Linked DNA regions of Danio rerio: region 1 is linked to region 2. The links are chromatin contacts, called in public Micro-C maps. All regions are on one chromosome and are shown on one strand. Each heading gives the region's core, a stretch centred on a gene start, on an enhancer-like site or on the middle of the called end of the contact. The rest is flanking DNA. Distances are from core to core; before and after follow the strand shown. Region 1 overlaps LOC141378555. Region 2 overlaps ank3a (ankyrin 3a).

Region 1 (5,150 bases), core at 2,473-4,972, 38 kb before region 2:
GACTAGAATACACAAGACGTCACTCGTATACTTTTGAATGGGGAAAAGTGTAACTGTCAATATGGTGAATGAAGCCCCACCTTCTAGTACAGGAGCCAATCAGCGATCACTTTAGAATAGCAATTCTCCAGGAAAAGGGCTAGGACCAGAGTTTCTGCAAATTTTGTGTGATGATGAAACTTAATAGACAGTTGTTGTATAATTTTATTGGTGATTCATAATATGAAATGTAATCATAAGCTTGGCAAGTAGTTTTGGAGAATTTAATGTTTCCCTATTGAAACTAAATGCCCGAGCATACTGCCCGAAAGGCGTTTCAAAGATGGCCGCAGAGTGAAATGACTTGCCTTAAAGGGACTTTGATATAGAAGCCAGAAACTAAGCTTTTTTCCCCAATGCAATTGTTAAATGTTACCTTATCCCAACAGGGAAAGCCACCAACAATAAAGAATGTCATTATAATGGAAATCAATGGAGCAAAAACAGCCACTAACATAGCAAAAGGTATTTTCTTTTTGAAAAATTTCAAAGCACTTTTCCAAAATATTTATCAAAATAAGATTTGTAACCAAAAATGATTCCGTTGGTGAAACACAGAGAAGGTTGTGGCCAAATTAAGACTCAAAATCACCCGCAGAGTGGACGAAAACATCCTCAACAGCACACAAAGGGTAATTAAAACAAAGATTTAGTAAATTGTGGCTGCATTGAAATATTTTGCAGAATGTTGCATTATTACACCAATAGTGTATCTACACGACTGAAACATGCCTTCCTTTTGGAAGACCTTATTCCTATGCCCTAATTCTTTTGATTTATCCTACTGAGTGGCCGTTTGGAGGAGATTAGGGCAAATGAGCTCTTTCAAATGGAAGGCAATGTGCAACTTCCCTGCACAAAGATCATGGAGGGCTGAAGTGTTGATCAGTTATAATCTAAATGTTTTATTCTATAGGGCCCATTGAAATGGCCACTTTTGAGCACTTTGATATGGTATGACATTTTAATTTGGTGGCCTTGATTGTTTTCACTCCGTGTCCCTCAAAGGGCAAAGTATTCCATTTGGAACATCACTTGAGTCTTAGCTACCAAATTTGGTGAAACACCTATGGTGTACCGTTTCGCTTACTTTTACTATTTTTTGAAAATGTGTAATACGACAAAGTAAACTTTAGTACATGCTACCTCATTGTTGTTCATGTGCACGGATCTGCAATTCCCCCACATTTTGAAAATAGTAAATTCATTCATTCATTCATTCATTCATTCATTCATTCATTCATTCATTCATTCATTCAATCATTTTCTTTTCAGCTTAGTCCCTTTATTAATCTGGTGTCACCACAGCGAAATGACTCGCCAACTTATCAGCATGTTTTTATACAGCGGATGCCCTTCCAGTCACAACCCATCACTGGGAAACATCGATTCACACTCATTCACACTCATACCCAATTCACCTATACTGCATGTCTTTGGACTTGTGGGGGAAACGGGATCACCCGGAGGAAACCCACGCGATTGTGGAGAGAACATGCAAACTCCACACAGAAATGCCAACTGACCCAGCCGAGGCTCGAACCAGCAACCTTTTTGCTGTGAGGCGACAGCACTACCTACTGCGTCACCCTCAAAAAAGTAAACTTTACTGAATTATTAAACACACTGATTTGGGACGCCTTAATTTTTTTCAGAAAACTATTAAGGTTGGATAGTATTGAAATGCATAATGTCTCATTCAGGAATTTTTTTTTTTTTTTTTTATGGTTGTGTCATAGCTAATTCAAATGATTTGTTCAAATAAGTAAATGTAAATGCATGAATCATTTAGGCTTATTTAAATAAGTCTTTGAATGATTTACTCAACTGATTCTTTCAGGAACTATACACAGCTGTGTTGCAAGGAGATGCATCTAGTAAAATATTTTCTTTAGCTGAGCTGAAAATGTATAAATCAGTGTAACAAGTGCCATCTAGCGTTTGCATTGGTTACAGGGATGCACCTATAGGTGGCGACAAATGACTGTCTGAATAATTCAACATATTCATTTAACCACGCTACCATTTTGTTGGAGTTGCAGCTAATGAAAGTTTTCGCTGGCTGAGCAAAAACTGAGAAATTAACTGTGAGTATTCTCAAATGTAAGTTACACAAATATATACATCTTGATTATCGTTGTGTAAAACAATAGATGTGAAGTCAGTTTTGCTGTGGATCATTTGAATACCAACGAGCTGAATTGCTTGTGTAATAATTTTTTTTAATTCCAGACTCATTTTAAAGCTATCATAGTAAAATGATTTTTAAATCATTAATCTTGGAACCGGTTTTGATAGACTTCCATTTAGTTGGGGTATTTATTGGCTGTCAGAATGTTGCTTCACCACGCGTGTCAACAAAAGAAAAAATCAACTCACGTGATCGTGAATTATACAGTCAAGCCGTTTGAGAGATACACCCTGTAATTAGTGGCAGGTTCATTCAAAAACAGCAGGGACACCTGAAGTGCAAATAATTACTTCTGCGCACGACGGTCGTATATTGTCTGTCACATTCTTCCCAATTTTAGTCAAGGAGAAACGTCTTGGAGAAATGTCAGGGATTGCCCATTCTACTGGTCATACAAGCTTTGCAAAGTCAAACTTCAGTCTTGCAAAATTCCTGTCAAACAAACATGAATAATTTTTGGTCTTTAAACATAAAGTCAGGCAAATGAAAACCTAGAACTAAAACCTAAAGTCTGACCCTTATAATGTGTGTTGCCATTTTCTCACTCTTCTGTTGAACACAAAAGAAGATATTTTGAAGAATGTTAGAAACCGATATTCATTGACTTTCACAGCTGGAAAAATTACTATGGAACTTAATGGCTACAACATTTAACATTTCCTACATTCTTCAAAATATCTTCCTTTAACTATCTATAACCTGATCTGATGTTTTCCATATCTTGTTGTCAGTTTGTGATTTTAAAAACAAAACGAGATGATCTTTTATAATGTCTTTGTTTATATTTTACAGTTACAATCCACATACGGGATGTCTGGGTATGAAGCCTGTAAAACTGCTTAACGTCTGAGACCCTTCACTTCAAAGCTGCACATCAGTGCTTCTGTTTCGACACACAATGACCGTCTCTGAGCCTGAATCAAGTTCCTCCCATACTCGCAGCAATAAGTTGGCCAAACTGTTGTACAGGTCAGTCTCAAAGAACACTTTATTTATGAGGCTAACCACCAGAGGGCAGAACAAAGAGGCACTGGATTTGTGGGTGCTCAGTTTTTTGTGTATGTGCGCGTCGGAAAGCAGAATCGATCACCGCCGACTAGAGGTAGTCCCTCACGTCCCAGCCATAAGCTGTTCCTCACACACACACACTCACACTCACACACACACACACACACACACACACACACACACACACACACACACACACATATACAAAGAGACACAGATTATGAATAATTCATGAGAGAGGTGTAAGTCAGTCACAGTGCCACACAGAATCACTGACTAACGCTCAGCAGCTTACTGAAAAACCGAGCTTGTGCTGTTTTTTTTGGAGGGTTTTTTTGCCGGTGGTGGCAATCATTGATGTGTGTGTGAAACTGTAGGTGGAGCGTCTGTGTGTGTGTTGTCAGTGATGTACTGTATAGTGCTAGAAGCTTTTGCTTGGCCAAGCCCAACAGTCTGTGACCAGATTACTGTCTCTCTCTTCATCCCCCTCTTTTTCACACTCGCTCTCCTCCAGATTCCCTCCTCCCGCTGCCTTTCTCTTCTCTTTCCCTGTATTCATCGCTCTGTGGTGATGATTCTGTTATCCAAATGGAGAGGAGGAGAAAGAGAGCTGGCTGTGGGGCCGCCATGTCTGCATGCCGAAGAGCGTTATATCACAAACCTCTTGAGAAAGTCATGCCATCCAATGGCATTACTTGATTTTCTAAGAAATAAATCTTGGGATGTAACCACCCAATGCATTCACATCTATTAATGAGAATGACAATCCGTCCCCCTGAATTTTGTGCTTCCTTGCATTGTATCTGTGGAGCACAATAGAAAATATTTGGCAGAATGTTCTCATTGCTTCTTTTTTCAATAAAGATGAATGAATGGAATCAAGCTCCAAATTGAAATACAAACAAACTGAAATATGACCATAATAGCACAGATAATTTGCCTTTTACAAAATATCACAGATTGATACCAGTCTGATACCAGTATCAGTACATCCCTAAAACAGATATACTATACATCCCTAAAAATATAAAATTTATGTATAATTTTTTTTTTTATTTGGCCACAAAATCTTACCTGTCAACATTGGGATGTGTAAATACTTTCATTGTAAATAAACAGTTGAAACGATCTGTAATATGTTTTTTAATTATTATTATTATTTACAAAGGATAGAATAAATAGTATACATTAAAAAAGCTACAAATAAATTAACAAACAGGTTTGCTCATCACAATTAATAGCTATTATAAAGAAATTGAATTAAGTTGTCAAATCTCAATAACCTTTTCTTAACTGTAAAACTTAAACATTCTAATTATAGAGCAGTGAATGAATCTCATTTAAATTTTTCATTAGATCACATTAAATAACAGAGGTGTCACTTAAAAAATGCATAGATCCATAATGAAAGCATTCGATTGCTTTATGCTCAAAACTGTTTATGCTCATTTAAAACAAAAATTGTTGTGTTTTAAAGAAAACCCACCAAGATCGACTTGTTTAGATGTTATTACTTTAGCTTTTTCTTAGTGTGAAGATCTGTGTGTAGACGTGTGCATCGTCTGACAGCCTTGTTTTGAAGATTGCATAGAAGGGACAACAATGCCTGTAATGGAAAGGAAGGGAATCCTGGCATTTTCTATATATTTTGAAATGTTTTTATGCCTAAATAAAATGAAAGAGCAAAATAGATTCAAAATTAAGTTCAATGGGCGTCCCCTGGTGGTTCGGCAGTATATGTCTTGTATAGGGAGGATCGGCTCTTTAATGTTTATTGCCACCCTTCATAAAAAGATTGAAAAAAAAAACAAAAAACGGCAGAAATACGGGAAAATATCTTTACGGTATGATAGCGGGATAGAATTGTATAATACAGGAGAATCAAGAGGGTTTACTGGTATGTCACAAATTA
Region 2 (5,381 bases), core at 1,604-4,103:
TAAATCCTATATTTCTAATCAATAACAAAATCGGAAGCGATCTGTTCTATTGTTGTTATTACTTAAGCACTAATTATGTTTACAACATTCGCAACTGCATATGCGCAGTTGTTCCGAAACTGCTTTCTGTTCTACGGCTGCTTTCATGGTAACCAGGGGACGCTGTTACAAACACTAAAAGAACAGAAGCAAAACCAGGAGACCGACACTGGAAGGACACAAAAAGGGCTGTGATTTTAATTAATTTCATATGTTAGAATCAACACAGTCACGCAGTTGCCGTAACGACCATACAAATCTGTACAGAACCCTCCTCCAGTGAATTGCCAGGCTATAAAAATTAACAATTGGCTATTTTGCCCTATTTCGACTTCCTCCTCTTTGGCAGCCAAACTGAGCATAGCAATTTTCCCCATTCAGTGTAATGAGAATGCACAGTCTTTGTATATCTGTAGTCTTTTGCAATCACATAGAAATTCAAGGTGCTGTATGTAAGTTTTTGACTCTTCTAAAGCATAAAAATGCCATAATATGTTTGCAGATATTTAAGAAACATGCCAAATGAACATTCTTGTTTTTCTTAAAAACAGTACTTAAGTCAGATATTCTCTGTTAAAAACGTGCTTTCTGTGTCAGAACGCTGTCTTTGTTTTGATTCTTTAAACCCACCCAATGTCAGTTTAGCCAATTATATTTCAGTTCTCCAGGTTGCCTTGGTGGAAAACCGCATATTTCATTCATTCATTTAGAAAGTCTCCGGTGGACAGTAGCAGACTCCAAAATGAAATGCAGATTCATAGTTCCACATGAGGTTATTAATTAGCAAATTATATAAATATTACGAATGTAAGCATCAGGTGAGCAGGCTACATTGTAACATTGTGTCCAAACAACACGCTGCATGACAAGATTTGCAGGGGTAAGCAATTTGTCTGTTTGCACAAGACGAAACACGACAGAAATTTAAATACAGCCGTTCTGAAGCACAGAATATGCACTCACTCGCAAAATGGTAAGGGTTATACTTAAATTAATACATATTAAACCTATTTAACATTATTATAAGTACATGCTGAATGATTGATATTTGCCACAGTTCTAAAGTTACATTTCAGACGGTTTATTTCATTTTCAAGATAAATAAATAAATATATTCAATGGTAATACTACAGCAGATAAATAAAATATCAATTTCAGGTTTTGGTCAGGACAAAAACTCTTTTTAGTGTGAAAAAAACTTTCCGCTATTGCATGACATTGCTTTTAGTTAGAAAACAGTTCAAATCAGCCCTTATTCTCGATATTCAGGTACAATCATGTCAATCTGGCACCCTGTGCTCGCGTGTGTTTTGATCCAGGAGTGCAATACCTAGTTCAACCACTGAGTGTCAAACTTACATAAAGCACCTTTAAGTATGTTTTTGTTGTTTCACAAAAATGTAGGCTGAGCCACAAATATCCAATGAGCCTGTGCTGGTGTTTTTAGGTATTAGTATTAGTTGCCAAATTTGTCATTCGAGTGCCTCAGGTTTTTGTCTTTTTCGTCATCTTTTACTCTATCTTTCAACAGATGCAGATTATTATGCATTGAAATAGTTAGCCTAGCTCGAACTGAGCCTAAATCTTTTACACCAATCCCCCCCCCCCTCCCCCTTCCCACCACCAAAAAAAAGTTCGTCAGTATGATCAGAGTATGACCATGCAGCTGTGGTTGTTAGTGTGATATGTTTTATATGAATTTCTATTGAAGTTGTCAATTCTTCATCGAAAGTTGTTTATAAAATATTTCATCTTGTAAACGTAGCTTCATAGGACCCTATGTGTTAAATATATTCTCAAAATGACATATTATAATAAATGTATACCATCAAAAATGTAACATCAGTAAGTAAAATGTAATAAGTTTTAACATGTATTCAGTAAGGATGCTACTGTTATGACCAATATAATGAAAAATAGCAAAACATTTTTTATGGGTGCTAATTGAACACATTGGTATTCAAATGTTGACACTGCATAGAATTCAGCTTTTCCACCACAAGGACTATATAAATATGTAGGTTACATTAAACTAATACAGTTATTTTAAATTGTAGAAATATTTCTCAATTTTGCTGTGTTTAAAGTGATAGTTCACACAATAATAATAATTCTGTTAACCTGATAAACCTGATCCATAACAGTTTGATTTGTTTGTTCTGTTGAACACAATGGGAGATGCATTAAAAAGTGTTGGAAAGTATAACTATTGACTTCCAGGAAGAGCAAATGCTATGGATGTCAATGGTTACAGGTTTTCAACATTTTTCAGTGCATCTCCTTTTGTGTTCAACAGAACAAAAAGAAACTGTTATGGAACAGGTCAAAGGTGAGTGAATAATGACAGAATATAAAATGGGATATTTATATTGTCGATATAATTGTCCTGAACATTGCAGTAATCCATATTGCCACTTTGACCTGAAAGTTAGCAAAAAGCACCATTAGCATTTGAAAGTGATGCACTTAGGTGGCATCATTGTCGTTTGCTACTGTGACACTGAAAACCAGCCATTTGCAAGAATTACAGGGTCCACTTTGCGATCGATCTGTTCCTTTTTATGTTGCATTAGTGTTTTTCGGGGATCAGCTAACTTGAACTGAAAGACGGATGCTACGGACATGGTGCCAATTACACACTCAACCCTCTGCATCTTTATTTTGTGGTTTTACATGCTCTTACTGTCATTTATGAATAATAGAAACGATTTTTTATTCAAAATCTGATCATTTTAATTGTAGGGTGTGAGGGTGTTGTGATTTTAGCATGTAACAGTGTTACTCACTGCACCCTTGTGGTGAAATAAGTTAATGCACTCTATTTAAAACATCAATCTCTCTCTCTCTCTTTGTGTGTGTGTGTGCGTGCGCGCGCAAAGTAGGCTAACTAGGCTAACATACAGAGCCAGAGAGTTAATGTCACTTGTCATTTCTCCAGAGAGAAGACGAAGCAATCGGGTGTGACCTGGATTCATTATAGAGAAACAGATCAAATCTAAAGAAAAAGTGAGAGGGGAGAATATAAGCGTGTTTTTTTTAATAAAAAATGTAGAACCTGTAGCAAGGCCTTAACCACCTCATTACTGAAACACAGAACCAGATTTTAGAAATTGTCTTGGTTTTGAAGTGGCCATCGTGTTCAGGATTTTTATTGGTTGAAAATGTAGGTCAGGTTGAAACCGTTAAACAGATCCTTTCAGCCACGTGAAATGACAGTAAATCTACATTAACAGCAGTTCTCCATTCACCTTTGACATAACGTGATCTCTAAGGGCATTATTGCAGGTGTCGAATGATTATTTTAAGTAAAGATTTTTTCATTCAATGTAATTGGCTGGTGAGATACAGAGACACGCCCCCACAAATACATTATAATCAGTTGTAGACTCTTAAATACAGCTCTAAAATATGTCAAATTTGCCTAATAATTTTCAAAGTGTGTTGTTTCCTAGTAGGAGGACCAAAGTGTAATGAGCAACATCTGTTTGTTTGTATATACTAAATACATTCAAAAGTGGCTTATAAAAACTGATTGTTTTAGATTCCTAAAGTGACCCTCTGTTAAGAGAAATTTCTTTCTTATGTTCAGTTAAGAGCATGTCTCTTTATTGTTTTTTATATATATGGCTTCAGCTTCTCTTTCAAACCACCAGAGGGCAGTAGAGAATCACTGAACACAATGCTTATATGGAGCATCTGTGAATATTGCAGTATGCGCAAAGACACGGGGAATTGATTTGCATGCATATATGCATTCATTGTGTTGTGCAACATATAAGCAATATGTTCTGTACTCCATGTACAGATGTCATTTTAAAAATGTTTTTTGGGATTTTTAGAATTTTCATGATTTGAAATGATTAGCTTTTTGCAGATCTTCAATATACAGTAGTCCTCAGTCACAGCAGCCAGGACAAAATGTTATAAGAAGGCCATCTTTGCTCTAAGTGTTCTGTGAAGGACAGAAATGTTTCATAAATGCCAAGCAGACAACACAGGGTCCAGGATAATGCTCCCGGATGTCCTGTCGACATTGACCCTGAGCCAGGGTTTACAATTAACACTTTGGCAAGTAAATTTAGCTTTGGCAAATTGCTGGCTGCTGCCTGGTGACTTTTTTGTGCTGTTCTAATTCTAGAGTGTCATGACCTGTGACAAAATGTAGTAAATGTGAAAAACTACACATTTTATAATATTTTTCTATTAAAAAGATTGATTATAAAGACATTTATATTGTTAAAAATAAATTCAAATAAATGTTATTCTTATAAACATTGTATTTATTAAAAGATCCGGAAAATGTTTCAGTTTCCACAAAAGTGTTAAGCAGACCAACCTCTTTTAAAGAGGAGGAGAATTTGCATTTAGAAACAGAATCATGGAAATGGCAATAAAAAATGGCATTTAAAAAAATGAGAATTTGTACAGTTGAAGGCAAAAATTCTTAGCTCTCCTGTGAGATTTAAATTGTTTCAAATTTCTCTGTTCTAACTAAGCTGTAAGATAGAATAAATAACTTATTTTTAATAACTAATTTCTTCTTTTAGCCTTTACTATGATATTTTATTATAGTTATTTGCAAGATACTGCACTGTAAAACCCAACAGTCAACTTCAAATTAAATGAGTGTATTTAACTCAAAATTTACTGAAAGTTATTTCTACTCATTTGAAAAAAGTTTGGAACTGTGTTGAAGGTAATGAGTTAATTAAATACGTCATTACTTTACATTAAATGGAGTAAGTTCTCAGTACTCGTATAAATTAGTTTTTTTTACTCAAATGGTTTGTAGCAATCGATGTCCTCAAACAGTTTGAGTTGCCTTAACTTATTTGGTTTTACAGTACTCAGTTGGTTTGAGTTCTCTTAATTTATTGGGTTTTTATTGTGTTCAAATTGTTTCATTTACTCAAATGTATTAAGTTCACAGTACTCATTAGAATTAGTTTTTGAACTTAAATGGTTTGTTGCAATCGGTTTCCTCAAATGGTTTGACTTACCTTAACCTTTTGGGTTTTACGGTGCAGTAATCAATCTTAAAGTGCATTAACTAGGTTAGTTAGGTTAACTAGGCAAGTTTGGTTAAATAGGCATTAGGCAAATTTGAATAGTACTGCTCTTAAAAATGATTTAGAAATGTTTAAAACTGCTTTCATTCCAGTCAAATTTCTCCAAAATACAATATATAATAGGAAACACTGTGAAAATGTCCTTGTAAAACATCACTTGGGAAATATCTGAAAAAGAATAAACATTTCACAGGAGGTCTAATCATTTTGCCTTCACCTTTACACTCTCACATATAAAAGCATGAATATACCGGGCAGTGCATTCTCATAGCA

The links. Hi-C and Micro-C count contacts between places; a contact is called where the count stands out from the background.
Region 1: a Micro-C map of caudal fin shows a contact between it and region 2, with 9 times the contacts expected there. The contact joins two enhancer-like sites. A contact is called at or near these places in 2 of 18 Hi-C or Micro-C datasets (caudal fin and embryo).

The regions. Positions count from the first base shown.
Region 1 is chr17:22,176,708-22,181,857 of GRCz12tu, reverse strand. All of the region lies in intron 1 of LOC141378555, which reads right to left. Among named protein-coding and RNA genes, the nearest start is that of ank3a, 4.5 kb to the right of the region's middle. Within about 2 kb of position 3,722, at least 9 of the 62 cell types and tissues checked have an H3K27ac peak or open chromatin away from gene starts, as enhancers often do.
Region 2 is chr17:22,137,528-22,142,908 of GRCz12tu, reverse strand. All of the region lies in intron 1 of ank3a (ankyrin 3a), which reads left to right. All of the region lies in intron 1 of LOC141378555, which reads right to left. Among named protein-coding and RNA genes, the nearest start is that of ank3a, 35 kb to the left of the region's middle. Within about 2 kb of position 2,853, at least 14 of the 62 cell types and tissues checked have an H3K27ac peak or open chromatin away from gene starts, as enhancers often do.